2 separate regions of the Bombyx mori genome follow, and region 1 is linked to region 2. Evidence: chromatin contacts called from public Hi-C data. All regions are on one chromosome and are shown on one strand. Each heading gives the region's core, a stretch centred on a gene start, on an enhancer-like site or on the middle of the called end of the contact. The rest is flanking DNA. Distances are from core to core; before and after follow the strand shown.

What was found. A called contact is a pair of places that touch in the nucleus more often than the background predicts.
Region 1: a Hi-C map of whole pupa shows a contact between it and region 2, with 2.9 times the contacts expected there. The contact joins the promoter of LOC101736994 here to the promoter of LOC101736423 in region 2. A contact is called at or near these places in 2 of 7 Hi-C or Micro-C datasets (posterior silk gland and whole pupa).

Annotation. Positions count from the first base shown.
Region 1 is chr23:11,035,400-11,039,807 of ASM3026992v2, forward strand. It overlaps LOC101736994, which reads left to right and starts at 1,760. Exons shown (of 4, transcript XM_062675250.1): 1 at 1,760-2,089; 2 at 2,179-2,571; 3 at 2,772-2,899; 4 at 3,195-4,402. The coding sequence starts at 1,997. The coding sequence ends at 3,390. LOC692929 reads right to left here and starts at 1,143. Exons shown (of 4, transcript NM_001046771.1): 1 at 913-1,143; 2 at 583-837; 3 at 263-481; 4 at 190-261. The coding sequence starts at 1,010. The coding sequence ends at 252. It overlaps LOC101736777 (protein DPCD), which reads left to right. Exons shown (of 4, transcript XM_004932619.5): 4 at 1-137. The coding sequence ends at 23.
Region 2 is chr23:10,510,509-10,514,679 of ASM3026992v2, forward strand. LOC101736423 reads right to left here and starts at 2,479. Exons shown (of 8, transcript XM_038019153.2): 1 at 2,120-2,479. The coding sequence starts at 2,243. It overlaps cdk8 (cyclin dependent kinase 8), which reads left to right and starts at 3,818. Exons shown (of 8, transcript NM_001168582.2): 1 at 3,818-4,171. The coding sequence starts at 4,056.

The sequences.
Region 1 (4,408 bases), core at 510-3,009, 520 kb after region 2:
CTAATGATTGTAAAACCCAATAAAATTAAACAGTCACTAAGATATCTATGGAGTTTAACTTGAATAAATCAATAAGATACTGTCCAATTTATAATTAAAACTTATACAAAATACACTTGTAATTGTACAAAGACAAATTGTTTTTTTTAGTTTCACCCATGCTTCTGAGGTCGGTAAATTGTTCAATAGAAAGGCTCAATATCTATAACTTAATCATATATTTTCTAAAAGCTAATCGTCCATAGCTAATGCTATTGCTTGTTTTTTTAATTCATCTTCATCCAATTCTTTGTCCAGCATTCCTCTTTCCTGCAGGTATACACTATACTGTGCAGGTATACCCATGAATGTTTTTATTTTAGATCGCAATTGTTTCCAAGTTTCCTGATAATAATTCTTTTTGTCTCTTTCCATAGCTTTGTAGTCGTTGCCATATTTGTCTAATAAATATGTGATAAATTCAACCTGACCCTTAGGTAACCTGGAATCAATTTTGCTTTAATAAACACAAGTTTTAAATTTAGAACTTTACAAAATGATTTGGAAAATAATATCAATTTGTAAACAGTTTGTTGTCCTTACATAAACTTCCTTTTCCGAGGCGCCTTGGCCTGTTTTTCTAATTTCTCAGCTACTTCCTTCTTTGGTGGAAGTCTTACAACTGTTTCCACTTCTTCATCTGAATCGATCTGGTTTACCATTTGTTTCGCCCTTTGAATTTGAGTCTGTTTGAAATTTGGTATTTTTATAGTTTTGTTTGGATCACTTACAAGACCCATTTCCCTTAGATTTCGAGCAGAAGTTTTTTTATTATTCCATGCTTCCTTGACAATTGAACTGTAATTTAAATAAATATTATTGACAAAGTTATGGACGATGCAGTACATTTCAAATATTTTCGATATTACGAACCATTGAACGTTCCCTGTACTTTTTTGTTTCCTATTCATACGCCGTCGATTTAACTTGTGTAAATACTTTTTTTTACGATGCTGCTTTTTTACTTTCATGTTTACTGAATAATGGGTTACTAAATTCGAACCAAAACGCTAATAATAGCCCGCAGATAACCTCAAGCCTCAAGAAAACCTCAAATCAAAACACACATGTGTTGTTTAATGTTTTTTGTTCGATTACAATTTCCATGTCATATCTATAATCTATGGTTCGATTCTTCATACCTATTATCTATGATTATCCACTAGTGGATAGGCAAAGAGGACAGAGCCCATACAGTTAAATCTTCAGTAACAAAGATCGAAAAGCAGAATTTATTGACGCGTACGTGAGACGCGAAATGGTGTGAATTGCTTCTTTTTTGTTAAGTGTTCCTTCAGGTTTAAACGTGCAATAATGGAGGCTTATTTATCTGTTAGCGTCTGTGAAAATACACAACTGAGGGAAAATAAGACAAGGTCTCCGAATGTGTCTACTCGAATTCCTTTAAAAAGGCAACTGAAGTGTCAGTTTATTCCCTTGATTTTACTGGGCCGCTGTTGACGATTAACCAGTATTACGGCTCTGCTGATGGTAAGTGTCCATTAAGTGCACAAATGTGGGAAAATTAAACAAAGCCGCTGGAGATTATACTTCATCCCATATCATCTCAGCTCATTTCTTTTAATTTCATCCCATTTGATTTATGTCTCAAATTAATCATCTTCATTTCATACCATATTATAATTTTTCATTAAAATAAGAATATAAAATAAAATAATATATGACCTAAAGGTCTTAGTTACCAGGTCATAAAACCCCTTAGAAAACACATTTTTTATTATTTATACCTATTAGTTTTTAGAAAATTTAGTTATAATTTAAATTAAATTAGACTATCTACATAAATGTAGTAGAGTTATTGATGGTTTAACTTGTTTACTGATTATCTAATTTTTAATGTATAGTGATATTTACTGTAATTTAAACTACACATGTAATACCAATCCCATATTAATTTTATCTCCTTAAACAGAACCATTTAATTAATTTTGCCACTATGGTCAAAGTTTGTGTGGTGAAGAGTTGTTCAAGTGGGCGTACAGGCAAGAAAAAAAATTATCAAATGCCTTTGTCTTTTTTTCAACCAACGGTGTGCAAACTATTTAATATTTTTCATATAGCACTTTCCTTTGCATGTACTTATTGATAATTTAAAACAATGATCCATTTATGTTGTAGACACCAACAAGGTTAATAAATTGGACAAAGTCAATGGGCATTAATTTAAAAGCAACAGACTCTATTTGTCAATTTCATTTTAAAGAGGAGCATATAAAAATGTATGATAAAATTAAAATTGGTGAAGTTATTTATTTCTCGTATTTACTAAAGAAAGTACTAAAGGAAGAAGCTTTGCCAACAATTGAGCATCAATTTCATCCTTTACTAGACCAACAGCAAAGTATCCTCAAGGTACAGGAACTACTAATAGATCCGCAGAACAGTTGCTATTCTACAGATTACATAGAACAAAGTCAAGAAAGTTTCCAAGAACAACTTCAGATCGAGAAAACGCATAATGATTCAAGGGAACAAGAACTGATTGAATCTATTGATTATTTCAAAAATAATGTTAGCAACTTTTTAATACTGCCAGAGTTTTGGTTTTACATAGAAAAACCTAGACAATTAGAGTTTATGAGAATTGATCGTGCATGCAAGCAAATAAAAAATCATATACGTTTAAATGAAGACTTATCAATAACGGTATGAATAGTTATGTGGGCATGTTTATAATAACTACACTTTATTTAAACAAAATTACATTGCAGGTAATTCTTTTAAATAATGAAGAATTATGTACAGATCTAAAAATTTGTTCATTTGAAAATATTTACGATTACTTAAAATCTGTTGAAAAGTGGCCCCTGTGTGTTGGTACCCAAATCGAGAGAAACAAGTAAGATTATTTGAAATTTTACAAGTCTTAAACTGTTTACACCTTTTTAATGCTGGGGAACTGTTTACACCTACACCAATATGTTTAAAGTAATCATCAATATCAAATGTACCCATCTAGAATTTTCTAGAATGAATCATTCAAAGTATTGCGGATTACTATACAAACTCTTTTCCCATATTTCTGGCAGAGTTCAAATACCTGATATGATGGTAGAAGTATTCCTCTGCTAGTAATACTACTAGGATGAAAAGTTTATACTTATTTTATCATATATATTGAATTTTATTTTCAGATATTCAAAAAAATGCAGAGGTGTCATCATTGGTGATGAAGCCTATAAAAGATTTCAAAGAAATCCAAGATGCAAGTCTTGTCGGATCCTAAGGAATCAGTTGAAAAAACGTAAACTTTTAGCAGCTGCAAAGGTGTGGGAAAATGAAACAAAATCAATGTGTGGATATGGTGCACAAATGGATGTAGCTTCTTGACATCTTTCAAAAAGCCTTTTGAGGTCTTAGTAAATTTACACTATTTTAAGGCTTTAAAACATGCTCAAATTTAGTCAAACGGACCAAATCCGCCTACCAAATACATTCTCGATACAGACCACCAGATTGGACAGTTGCTCATGTAAGCTGTCAGGTACACACAGTTGTCATCTTGTCATTGTATACAAAAATTATGGTGGTAGCAGTAAAACTAGCAACAATCACCACATAAAAAGCTGAAAAATTATAGAATGGGCGAAACTGTATTTAAGAAAACGACGCATTTAGTCATAAATTTAAATTATATCTACAAAGGAACAGTGCAAACTTTGAAAATTTATTAAATTTACTCAAACCTCAGATCACAAAAAATGATATTGTTATGAGAAAGTCCGTTTCTGCAAAAGAGCAGCGTATTGCCATGTTATGATAAAGTATCTTGCATTAAGAAGAGAATTGAAGTTTAATTTAAATATATCATCACAGTTAGATATTCTCCCAAAAATTTTTTCTTTCTAGTTTGTCGTTTTCAAATTTTTCAGTTTCATTACTTAAGTATTGTAAATTATTGCTTTCCAGCATCTCGGTTGCGACCTAAATTGTGATATTATGTACCCCACAAACATGGTAAATCTTTGTTTAATTGAATCGCGTTCCGTAAAGATTTTCTCCAAGATATAAAATGAGGAAACGCGCGGCCGTTTGTTCTGCTTAACCGTCCACACTACCGAATACCGAGCAATATATTATACGGTATAGATATTATTAAACGATGTGCAAAATTAGCGGACTCCATTAATAATAATTATGTTCGCAGGCGATCAGATTTGGTTCAGTAGTGAACCAAAATCGTGATTCGTTCGAACCAAATTCGGTTAATACTTTTATTGTGACATAAAATAAATTGCATTTTGCTCCATTTCAGATGACAATGTATTTATTATTTTATTATAAATTAAGATATGATATGGAACCCAGGAAATTTATAAATAAAAGTCAAAAAATGCCATTATATCTA
Region 2 (4,171 bases), core at 1,229-3,728:
GGTATGTGAGACTCAACGATCTGCAGGTGTTGAGAGCAGACCGCGGACCCAAGGAATTTAGGGCCCACCCACTAAACGACTCCCCTGCACTCTCACACCCGGCGTCCGATCTCCGTCCGGGGTCAAAACCCGGTCAGAGTAGGGGGGTTCCCGCGGTCAACACTACAACCAGACACGCGGCGCCACCCCGAGGACGCCCGACCGACGGGTCGTCGAGGCGATAGTCGACGACCAACGACGTCACTCTCCGCGGTACGGCATGTTTATATGCTATGGTAACCTCATATCACTTAACCTTTTACAGAGATTGCCTTCATTTAAAATAATAGTTATTACCGATGCAGCATTTTTCTTTTAAGATTTTTTGCCTTCAAAGGCAGACTAGTGTAAAGCATTCAGAAATCTTAAGTGGTCAACAGGATAAAACACCTGGTGCATTCATATCGAGCGAAGCAGCTACTAATCTTAGCAAAATACATATTAAGGAAGTACTTATACAATGAATAAATAGGATGATATAATAAAAAGCAAACCTGCAAAAACTGTAATTGACGTAATTACTGGTCATAAATCATTCTATAAATCTGCACTGGTAGGTACCACCATCCAGCCTAATGCAGAGAAACAGTAATATGTTCTGATTTAAAGGATGGGGTAGCCATTAAATTACACAATGGAAGCATAGACCTCATGTCTCAAGGTGGTGACATTCACTTTGTGATCTCTATGAGCTCCAGTAACCACTTGACAATAAGTGTGCCATCTATGCAATTAATTAAAAAAAATACAATTTATTTTCATTTCAAATGTTAAAATAACATTAGAACCTGAACAATAATGATTAAATTGTTATTTGAAAACTTTTGAATAACATATCATATAAATCTGTAAGTGTCCACATGCATGTATAAACCCATTGCAAATGAAAATTTTTAGTAACATATCATCTAAATCTCATAAAATGTCAACTATAAGCATTGCAAATGTTATACAACAAGCTCTCTCTCGTCTAGATTAAATCCGGAGGGTGGATACACCTGACAGGGGACCACCCCTACATGCCTCCACCTAACAGAAGGGTGAGGTGTTTCGCTAGATTCAAGATCAATCAATCTGTTTACATGTTTTCTCAATCATAATTATTTTGATTAAATAGCTAATTCAACTGTCTCCAAACAATTTAATTTCTTTTTATCCCAGCAACAGCAGTTTAAATGTAATTTCAATTGTGTTTGAACAATTTAACAGTACGAAAATGGCAGGGTGGTAGGAGGGGTTGTTGGGGTGGAAGGAGATATATTCTGTTGTTATAATTAGATCTCCCATCATCCTTTTGGGTGATGTTGTGGAGTGGGAAAACACCTCTATCCCAGGCACTAGTCACTTCTCTTTTAAATAACTCCCATTTCGTTTTTGTGTTTTATTTATTTTACTATTCAGATTATTATTATTTTTCCTCCAATAACATCTATTACCATTATGTTAGAAGAGGGTAATAGATTTCAGTACTAATTACTGTCCCTTCACAAATTACATCAATTTAATTCCCAAATTAAGTAATACTGTTATGCTTTAGAAAGAAATAGAATAGATTCTTAACATTTTGTCTGAGTTTTAGTGTCATTATATACAGAAATGGAATGAAAACAAAATTAACATATATTCATAAACATTATTTTACAAAAATTATAATACCTAAGTTTATGTTAAAAACTATTTTATTTAATAAAATTGCAAATGCTTATTTTTCTACTCTATTTTGGACAAATAAATAAAAACAATACAAGTTAACCAACTAATTGTAAAGGTCCACCACTAAAAAACAAAATAAAAAGCAGTAATTCAACACAACAAAAAATTTGCTACGCAATCAATCACTACGTTAATGAGTGTTGCTATGGAAACCAATCCCTTAAACTGGGTTCCCAGAATGCGTTGTTATTGACAACAGCCAGGGACCATGCATCTATCGATAGCTTTATTTATGTTTGCAATCAGAGGGTGGAAAATCAATACCGCGATTACCTGGGGATGGGGTAGCGTTTGTGCAATTACTAAAGGACCTAAGTACCTGGTATGTACAAGGTACATTTAATAACATAAAATATCAGTTACTTACGATTGCCGCAGCAGCTTTCAGCAATAGTTACAATCACATCATTACTCACAATGTTTCCAAACATATTCGTTAAAACATCAATTGCGTTTACTATATTTTCATCACTGTTCCCTTGGTCCTCCATTGTGACTTCTAAAGTGTAACAACTCACACTGGACTGGACATTAAATAATATAAAATGAAATTATTTACCTTGATAAATATGAACACGTTTATTTAATAACAAAGACTAGTAAACAAATTTGTTTAAGCATAAAGATGAAATCCATAAACCTGCTGACCATTGTCCGACTATTGCGAAGTGAATTTATTTTGACACCACACCACAGATAAATTTAGACATATTGACACTGGCAACTGTCAATTAACAGTATTGTAGTAGTAGTAGTAGTTATATTTTTCCAACTATGAAGGCAAAAGTATCATACCATACACCTTAATCGGTTATAATTTTTTTATGAAAAATGATAATATGAAGTGAAATGAAATGAAGATGATTAATTTGTAACATTAATCAATTGGCACGAAATTAAATGAAATAAGATGAGATGATATGGGATCCACTGAAAAAATCTCAGTAAATGACCACCATTTTTCTGAGATTATATTATTTCATGCTATATCATCTCATTTCATTTCATCCCGGTTGATTAATGTTACAAATCAATCGTCTTCATTTCATTTCATTTCACTCCATATTATCATTTTTCATAAAAATAAGAATATAAATTAAAATAAGACATGACTTAAAGGTCTTAGTTACCCGGACATAAATTACCATAAATAATTTGGCGGGAACGCGAGGAGTGAAGTTGTGTGATTTGTTTTTTTTGTCTATTTAGTGTTTCTTCAGGTTTAAATGTGTATTAACAGTGGCTTATTAATTGTTTAATATCTGTGAAAGCGCACAAATGTGGGAAAATGAAACAAAGCCGCTGAACGTAACTTCTCGGGATCCTCCAAAAAGTCCACTTCAAAAGTCTTAGTGAATGACCACCAGTTTACTGAGATTTGAAATATAATCCCATATCATTTCATCTCGTTTCATTTCACTTCGTTTTCATTGTATTTCATTTCGTTTTCATCTCATTTCATTTCTATAATTTTTCATATTAAACAAAAGTTTTCATTAAATTAAAATAAGACTTGACTTATAAGTCTTAGTTACCAGGTCGTAAAATCCCTTAAAAATATGCATATGGCTACTTTAATGATCACAGATGAAACTTAAACTTTTTGGCGGGAACGCGAGGAGTGAAGTTGTGTGATTTGTTTTATTTTGTCTATTTAGTGTTTCTTCAAGTTTAAATGTGTAATAACGGTGGTTTATTAACTGTTTAATATCTGTGAAAGTGCACAAATGTGGGAAAATGAAACAAAGCCGCTGGACGCAACTTCTCGGGATCCTCCAAAAAGTTCACTGAAAAAATCTTAGTAAATGACCACCATTTTACTAAGATTATATTCATCCTATATCATCTCATTTCATTTAATTTCATCCCAGTTGATTAATCATTTTCATTTCATTTCCCTCCATATTATCATTTTTCATAAAAATAAGAATATAAATTAAAATAAGACATGACTTAAAGGTCTTAGTTACCAGGTCATAAAATCACTTAAAAAAAAGCAGATGAAACCATAGATTATACACTTAATTTATTTGAGAATGAAACTTAATTTAATTATTTAAGCTAGTTTTAGTGTTTTAATTTAAAGATTTAGGCTAGTATAGATATAATTTGCACTCATGAACTAGATATAACGGCTTTTTCACTAATTCACGGAGAATAATGTTATAACGTAGTGATTACTTGCTCAGTGAATAACGTCTTGTATATAACTTGTGAGGGAAGGTATTCAAAATGATTTAAAGTGTAATAAAATATAAATCCTAATTAGTCAGGGATCCAAACTGCATTTCCCGACCGTAACAATGGGAGACAACTTTCAAAATAAGACCATGGCGGCTGTGATGATGGACTACGATTTCAAAATCAAGACTCAAAATGAACGTTCCAAAGTGGAAGACTTGTTCGACTATGAGGGCTG